Linked DNA regions of Gossypium raimondii: region 1 is linked to region 2. The links are chromatin contacts, called in public Hi-C maps. All regions are on one chromosome and are shown on one strand. Each heading gives the region's core, a stretch centred on a gene start, on an enhancer-like site or on the middle of the called end of the contact. The rest is flanking DNA. Distances are from core to core; before and after follow the strand shown. Region 1 holds the start of LOC105791601 (mediator of RNA polymerase II transcription subunit 2). Region 2 holds the start of LOC105791596.

The links. A called contact is a pair of places that touch in the nucleus more often than the background predicts.
Region 1: a Hi-C map of leaf shows a contact between it and region 2, with 3 times the contacts expected there. The contact joins the promoter of LOC105791601 here to the promoter of LOC105791596 in region 2. A contact is called at or near these places in 2 of 2 Hi-C or Micro-C datasets (both in leaf).

What each region holds. Positions count from the first base shown.
Region 1 is chr8:44,973,470-44,977,019 of ASM2569854v1, forward strand. It overlaps LOC105791601 (mediator of RNA polymerase II transcription subunit 2), which reads right to left and starts at 2,097. Exons shown (of 3, transcript XM_012619742.2): 1 at 1,876-2,097; 2 at 1,728-1,789; 3 at 1,349-1,643. The coding sequence starts at 1,933. The coding sequence ends at 1,515. LOC105791602 reads right to left here. Exons shown (of 3, transcript XM_012619743.2): 3 at 3,160-3,550. The coding sequence ends at 3,315.
Region 2 is chr8:44,837,569-44,841,331 of ASM2569854v1, forward strand. It overlaps LOC105791596, which reads left to right and starts at 1,588. Exons shown (of 6, transcript XM_012619721.2): 1 at 1,588-1,951; 2 at 2,028-2,581; 3 at 2,674-2,866. The coding sequence starts at 1,697.

The sequences.
Region 1 (3,550 bases), core at 847-3,346, 140 kb after region 2:
TCAAAATATCATGTCTTCATATCTTGATAGAATCAAATTTTGGGATCAAATTAAAAGAAGTGAGAGAAAAAATTTAAAATCAATATAAAAAAAAGACTAAATATTACTTTATCCTTGAAAAAGCTAACATAGGTTGCCGTACTGAGTAGCTCTCGTCTTTTAATGATTTTACCTTCACTTTAGGCTTGATTTCAGCAAAAAAAGATAAATTAAAAAAAATCAAGAACTAGAAGATTAAAATTTGTTTCAAATGGTGAAATTAGGCATATGGTCGGCAGGTCCAGACATTTTAGTACCAATGTCAAGACAAGTTGCTTTGGTTTTTTCTTATTACCAAACTTGACTTTTAAAAAGTTTCACATTTCACCTAACCTGCAGACACAACAATAGTAGCAGAGCAAGTTGTTTAGAAAAATTCCGAAGACTAGACTGGTCGATGATGAAATGGACTTCAAACCCTTCTTTTTTCTAGTTTGTGAAGGCAGAGCTGTGGGCTCTACGTGATGGGCTTCCCTTGGAAAAAAATGCGAACATCAAAGAAAATAGGTATGCGGATGCCCTCGCCTGTCGCGGATGCAAGTTTTCAAGCTCCCCATCTGCAAAATCTACTTTTGTTTGTATGCTTTTCCCATTGAATGTTTGATCCCTTTGATCCAAGCTGACTCCGAAGGGCATGTTACGTATCGAATTGTTCCTTAATCTATGAATGGTCCTTTCTCAAACCAAAAAACAAGGAGCAAAAAAGTTCATCTAAAGCTCAAACCCATTTGATCAGAGGCACGTTAATGTGTCTTGGCTAAACTTTTTCATTAGATGTCCTTTCCTAGTAAGAAAGACAACAATATGAAACTCTATACCATTCAATATTTGACCATTCAACAATGAACTATGAAAAAACCAGACCACCCACCCTAAATCTTATGCCAAATAACTAAAAACCCATGCAAGTTTGCAACTGAACCGATGGCTTGATTTACCCCATCTACCCATTACTAACAATGCAAACATGCAAAGCAATTTCCTATCTTTCCAAATTTATTCATCAAATGTCAACAGCATTTCCCAAAATTTCCATCATTGGCCACAGCATAGATCATAAAACTCTTTAACAAAAACATTACATTTGACTTGCTGTTAAACGAAAAGGGTAAGCTACCATGCCAAGTTGAACTTCATCAAATAGCTAGCGAAATTTACTAAAACCGTAATATAAACATTCATAAGTATTGCCATCCTCTTTAACGCACTGTTGCACACTAGCACTTAAATAACCATCAATGGAAGCAATTATATTGTCTCACTTTCCATGTACTCCAAACTGATATACATTTTTAACTAAGAAAATTGATTTGCTAAAATAGATTCATTAACCAATATTATGCTGTCATACCCAAAAAGATTCTCATTTCTCAAGCTAACATATGCATTCATCTCAATAATCAAAATTTAACAGAAATAAAAAGAAGAAGAAGAGGATATTGAATATTCCCTCTAAAATTACATAACCATGAAGCTCATTTGTCAAGCTCCATTGCTTGAGCTGCTTTAGCTTTAGCAACTTCAGTTAACTTGGTCTTCAATTTTCTTTTCCCTACTTGAAACCCACTTCCACCTTTCTTCTTTTTCTTCTCACTACCATCAACCTAATTAACATTACAGATTTATCCATGATATAAGTCCTTAAATAAATAAAATTTATTAACAAATGAAAGAATAAAAGGCTTTACCTTCATCTTATTCTTCTTCGCTTGAAGCTTCTTAACCTTCTTGTCTTTCTCTTCTCTCTCCCCTAATTCGACAAGACAAACACAAAATCATAAATCACTGAAAAGAAAACCCAAAGGAGAAAGGGTAAATAATTGAAGAAATTCGTACTTTGGAGATCGAATTCGTGCTGCTTTTTCCTACGAGATAAATTATTCTTCTTCGACATATTCCTTCGTAGGCACCGCCTCCAATTTCACTGCTCTTCCTCTTCTGTGCTTAAATCTAACCCTAACCTTTATCTGGGTGGTTTTTTTTTCTTTTAATTCTTTATTTGGTTTTTAGGACATGGAGTGTTTTGTACTTCTCCTTTTTTTGGCGTTTTCGCCTCTTAAATTTTCTAGTTTCTCACTATTGCCTTCTCAGTTCTAACCTTTTGTTCTTTCGCGAAAATTGGTAACTTTTGGGCCTGACATTATGCCCATTGACCACCGTTGGGTCCATTTGAATGGGTTGGGGGCTGAGATTATCTTTGATAAGAATGGCAATGAGATGAAAATCAACATCAAGGACAGTAATAATATGATTATGAATAAGTTTGTATAAAATTTAAGGTTTATATTTTCACCCAAATCAAGATTAAGTACATATAATATTGATACTATAAATTAACCCAACCTAGACTTGACTTGACTTGACCTAATCAATGAACACTAATATTTTGTGTTTATATGATATTGATATTATGGATTAGCTGATACAACATATAAACATTAATATTCTGTGTCTAATTACTTTGCAATTTACGTATTTACTCCATTCACATAACTAATGAGGAACTTTTTAAGGATAACAACGAAACGAGTATCTGTAATTTTTTACTTCGTTAAAAGTAATACATTGTGAAAAACTCTTCCCCTAAACGCTTCTCCTCCTTCACTCTTCCTTGGTCTTACCCTTTTGCGCTTCCTTGGTGGCCAGTGGGCAACCCATCATCGCCCCCTCCATGCTGGCCTTCTCCCAAACGCCCTTTTCTCTCTTTCTTCCATATCTCCCCATTTACCCCTCCTCTCCCTTTCTTCTCCCTCCATTTCCTCCTCTCCCTTTCCTTGTTGGTTGTCGGATGTCTCCTTTGCCTCCGCTTGTTTTTTCCGGCTTAAAGAGGACTTTTTGGAGAAATAATATCTTGGCCTTGTGTAGGCCCTCAACTTTTCTTGGTGGGAGACCTGATCGAGGCCATCGCCTCTTCAAAGGATGCGAGATTTTGTCATCCTCTATATCTTAAGATGTAAGGATACGACAAGTTTTCTTGGTCTACTACTGGACTTTCGATCAAGCAATCGTACCAATTCTTTACATTATGTTTAACTATGGACTTTACTTGTTCCTTTGTCCCAGGGGCTTTCTAGCCTTTATTTCTTTATTCTGTAATGCTATTAATAAAAAAGATCAGTATCGAGCAATGCAAAAAATCATACATACGTACATACGTCTTGAAACCCTAATAAGCACGTTTCACTACAATCATTTGATGTTAATATTAAGGTAGAGCTCCAAAAGCATTTACTGTTAAAGTCATTATTTAGCCAACAATACATATCAGAAACACGTCACTCACCTAAACTTGCTTGAGCACTACGAAATAATTCCTTGGTTACTCCATAATAGACTGATTTGTTACCTGTAAAGGTAATAAAGTTCCACCCGAATGCTGATCCCCCAACAATATATGACCCGGGAGCTTCACCATTTTCGGATTGTTGTTTATCTAAGACACTACTTGACCGAAAAGCATTGTTTTCGGAAGATATTGCCGGCTTAACAAGTTGTGGCTGCTCTTCTGGGT
Region 2 (3,763 bases), core at 338-2,837:
TGTTATTCAAGATGGAGATCGAGATCAATCCATTATCTTTTGAAACTTCTAAGTCAGTGGAGTATTCAGCATATCCCTCATGAAGAGAACAAAATTACAGATAGAACCATTAAGGATATACGTAACAGAAGAATTGAGTTAAAATTATCAGAAGACCCATTTCAATATATTACACTTATTATTTAGCCTCTGACTTATAATTCTTTCCCACAAAAAAATCTTACTACTTAGATTGAGTGACAGTGCATTCAACCCAAAACAAGTTGTGGATTTACATTTATTTAAGCAAATCAAAGTTGCTTCCTTTTTCTTCTTTATGTTAATATGTTGTTTCATTTGGACAAAAGAAATTAATACCCAAAAAATGTCCACTTTGTTTTAGGTAATAGGCAACACAAAGCAGAGCCTTAAATTCTGTGTTTTGTTGTAATCCTTTGTTCGGTAGAATAGCACTAGGAAAAATGAACTAATAGTTCATCCATTTTTGAATGGAGGGCGTTTTCGATCCATATTTATTTTTAGTGTGATGTGTTTAATTTTTTTATTATTTTACGTTATAATATTATTATAATATTTATTTAATTTTATAGTTATTGATATTTTTATACTAATTATAAATAAATGCATTGATCATATAAAATGGTTTAGAATAATTTTAACTAACGCAAAAAATAAATAAATAAAATTTTAGACTGGAATTCGAGAACCGTTGCTCACGAGTATGATGTATTGTTTAAAGGAGCAAAAAAAAAATGTGAATGAAAACGTGATAACATCCATCTCCGTTTTAAAAGCAAGAAAAATATTAACCAAAATTAACGTTCTCCTCCATGCGAAATGTGAGACTGTGTGCCTTACCACATGTTTATTTGCCACCAAGTCATGCCTTCTTTGATATTGTTTATTAAATATAGGCCAGAGATTTATATATGGTTTTGGATAAATTTTGCTATTAGCCCCTGTACTCTACGAAGTTGTGGATTTAGTTATTGTATTTGAATTTTGTCATTTTTAGTTTTTGTACTTTTTAAAATTTTAAATTTTAGTCTTCACCAAATAATAACTGTTAAATTCATTCGATTAAGGTCTATTATTTCCAAAATCTAATGCGACAAACATATTATCATTGTGTAATGCCATGTTAGCTTATTATTTTCACATATTACTCACTAAAAAAATCAATTAATAGATTAATAACTATCATTTGTTTCAAAATTAAAATTTCAAAAGTATATAAACTTAGAATGATCCAATTAAAGAATATGAGCTAAGTCTACAATTGTACATATAATACAAGACTACTAATTGAATCTAACAGAACAAATTTAACTTCTACTATTTTGTCCAAGACTAAAATTTTAAAATTCAAAAAGTATAAGGACTAAAATTGACCAATTTAAAGTGTACAAGTCTAAATTTGATCATATTAAAGTATAATGATTAAATCCATAATTTTTGCATAGTATAGGGACTAATAACAAAATTAAACCTATAGTTTACCTCTAGCTTCGACTTTCCCCACATAACCAAACTTTTTAAAGTCATTAAGAAGGTTTCATTTGACCTTAATACATAAACCTAAACGACATTCAATTCCGCCCTTGGCCTGCCCTTCTTAATTTGGTCTATTAGCTGATAAAGGATCGATCCTGGTTTGGTCGAGGTGGAGAAGTTTGAAGGGGCTTTGAGCTTAACAATGTTAGGTATAAAGAAGAAATACCATGTTAAACAAGAATTGGACGATGACAAGCCCTCCATCCATGGAAGAATGAAAAGGAACAATAATAATAATCAGAACCATCAAACTGGTTTCTGTCTTATGTCCATGTTGGAGTTACAAAAACCCATTATCAATACGCCTTGTTGGCCCGTCAAGAAGGCGGCGGCTTCCACAATCATCGCTGTCTTTCTCATTACCGTTCTGATGGTTACCGTTGGTTGGCTTGATATTGTAAGTCTAGCACAACCCTTAATTATATATATGTATATGCATACGTATGTTTATAGCTGTTTTTTTTTCTATGTAGTCCTTCTTTTCAGGTGTTTCTTCATATCAAAACATGGTCGTGGGTTCCAAATCAACAACGGCAAGACACAAGCCCGAGTTCCCACTCGAATGTTCCACTGAAAACCAGACACAAACATGTCGGAAGGACTATCCTACCACCACCGGTATTCCACCCATGAACACATCAAAAGTTGAATGCCCGTCGTTCTTCCGATGGATCCATGAAGATTTACGGCACTGGAAGCAGACAGGGATCAGCCGAGACATGATCGAGGGTGCACGCAAGACGGCGCATTTCAGGCTGGTGATAGTGAAGGGAAAAGCATACGTAGAGAAATACAGGAACTCGATACAGACCAGAGATAAGTTCACTTTGTGGGGTATATTGCAGCTTCTAAGGATGTACCCTGGAAGGTTGCCGGACTTGGAGCTGATGTTCGATTGTGATGATCGGCCGGTGGTTCGTTCAAGGGATTTTCAGGGTCCAAATGCCCGACCACCGCCGTTGTTTCGGTATTGTGCTGATGAATGGAGCTTGGACATTGTGTTCCCGGATTGGTCCTTTTGGGGCTGGTAATAATGGATTAATTTACAAAATATATACGATTGCTATTCTTTTTAGTGTTTATGAAACTAAGAGTGTGAAATGGTTAATTTGTTATTAGGCCTGAGACCAATATAAGGCCGTGGAGAAATGTATTGAAGGAGATAAAGAAGGGCAACGAGAGGAGGAAGTGGAAGGAAAGGGTGCCTTATGCTTATTGGAGAGGGAACCCCAGCGTCGCCCCTGCTAGGAAGGACCTTATGAAATGCAATGCTACCGACAAAAATAACTGGAACACCCTCCTATACGTTCAGGTCAGTCAAAGATTTTACCATTTTCTCCCTTCTAAATGTGTACTGTCATAGAAATTTCCTTCGGTTGGGTTCCACCGCTAGATGCGCATTGTTTCCGTGTTAAAGCGGAAGAAACAACATCCTTTTCTGTATTGGGAAAATTTTAGCCTGTATTGATCTACCAGTTCGTCCTGATAGTATCCGCCGATGCATACTATTTCCTATTATATTAAAGATTTAATTGAAATGTATTAATTAAAAAAAGTAAAATTTAATATTTTTAGATTTCTTTCTAGTGAATATTTTTACATTTAAAATATAAAAATTAAAATATAATAAAAATTCACTTACCCGATTATAAAAAAAAATCCTTACTCATGTCATCATCCAACTTCTTTTATATAAAAAATCCTCACCCTTTGAATTTTTTTCTTATTAAATTTGAATTTATTGAATCGTAAATTTTATTCGTGGAGTTTATTAAGGATATTTGATATAATTAATAATTATTTTACATTTAAAATTTATTCAATATCATTTATTTTATAATTGTTAAAAATATTGATAAATTCAAACAGATATCTCGAAATAGACCAATATCAATACGAACTAATTTTAGTAGAAAACGATGCGTTTATTGACGTAATACTGACTATCTGGAACCCTCTCAATGGTGATACTTATATTTACAAATGGTAGAATTATTTGGCCCGCCTTATATTATAGATTAATTAATGAACAAAATTATAATTTGGGATAAAACGGCAAAAGTTCTAAATAAAAATAACTTCACACATTAAAAATATTGATTGGTATCCTTAATTGAGAAGGCATATTTTACACTGTTTTTAAGTGACATGAAAAGAAAAGAAAAAAAAAGCGTTGGATGAAGTAATGAGATATAGTGTGCTTCAATGA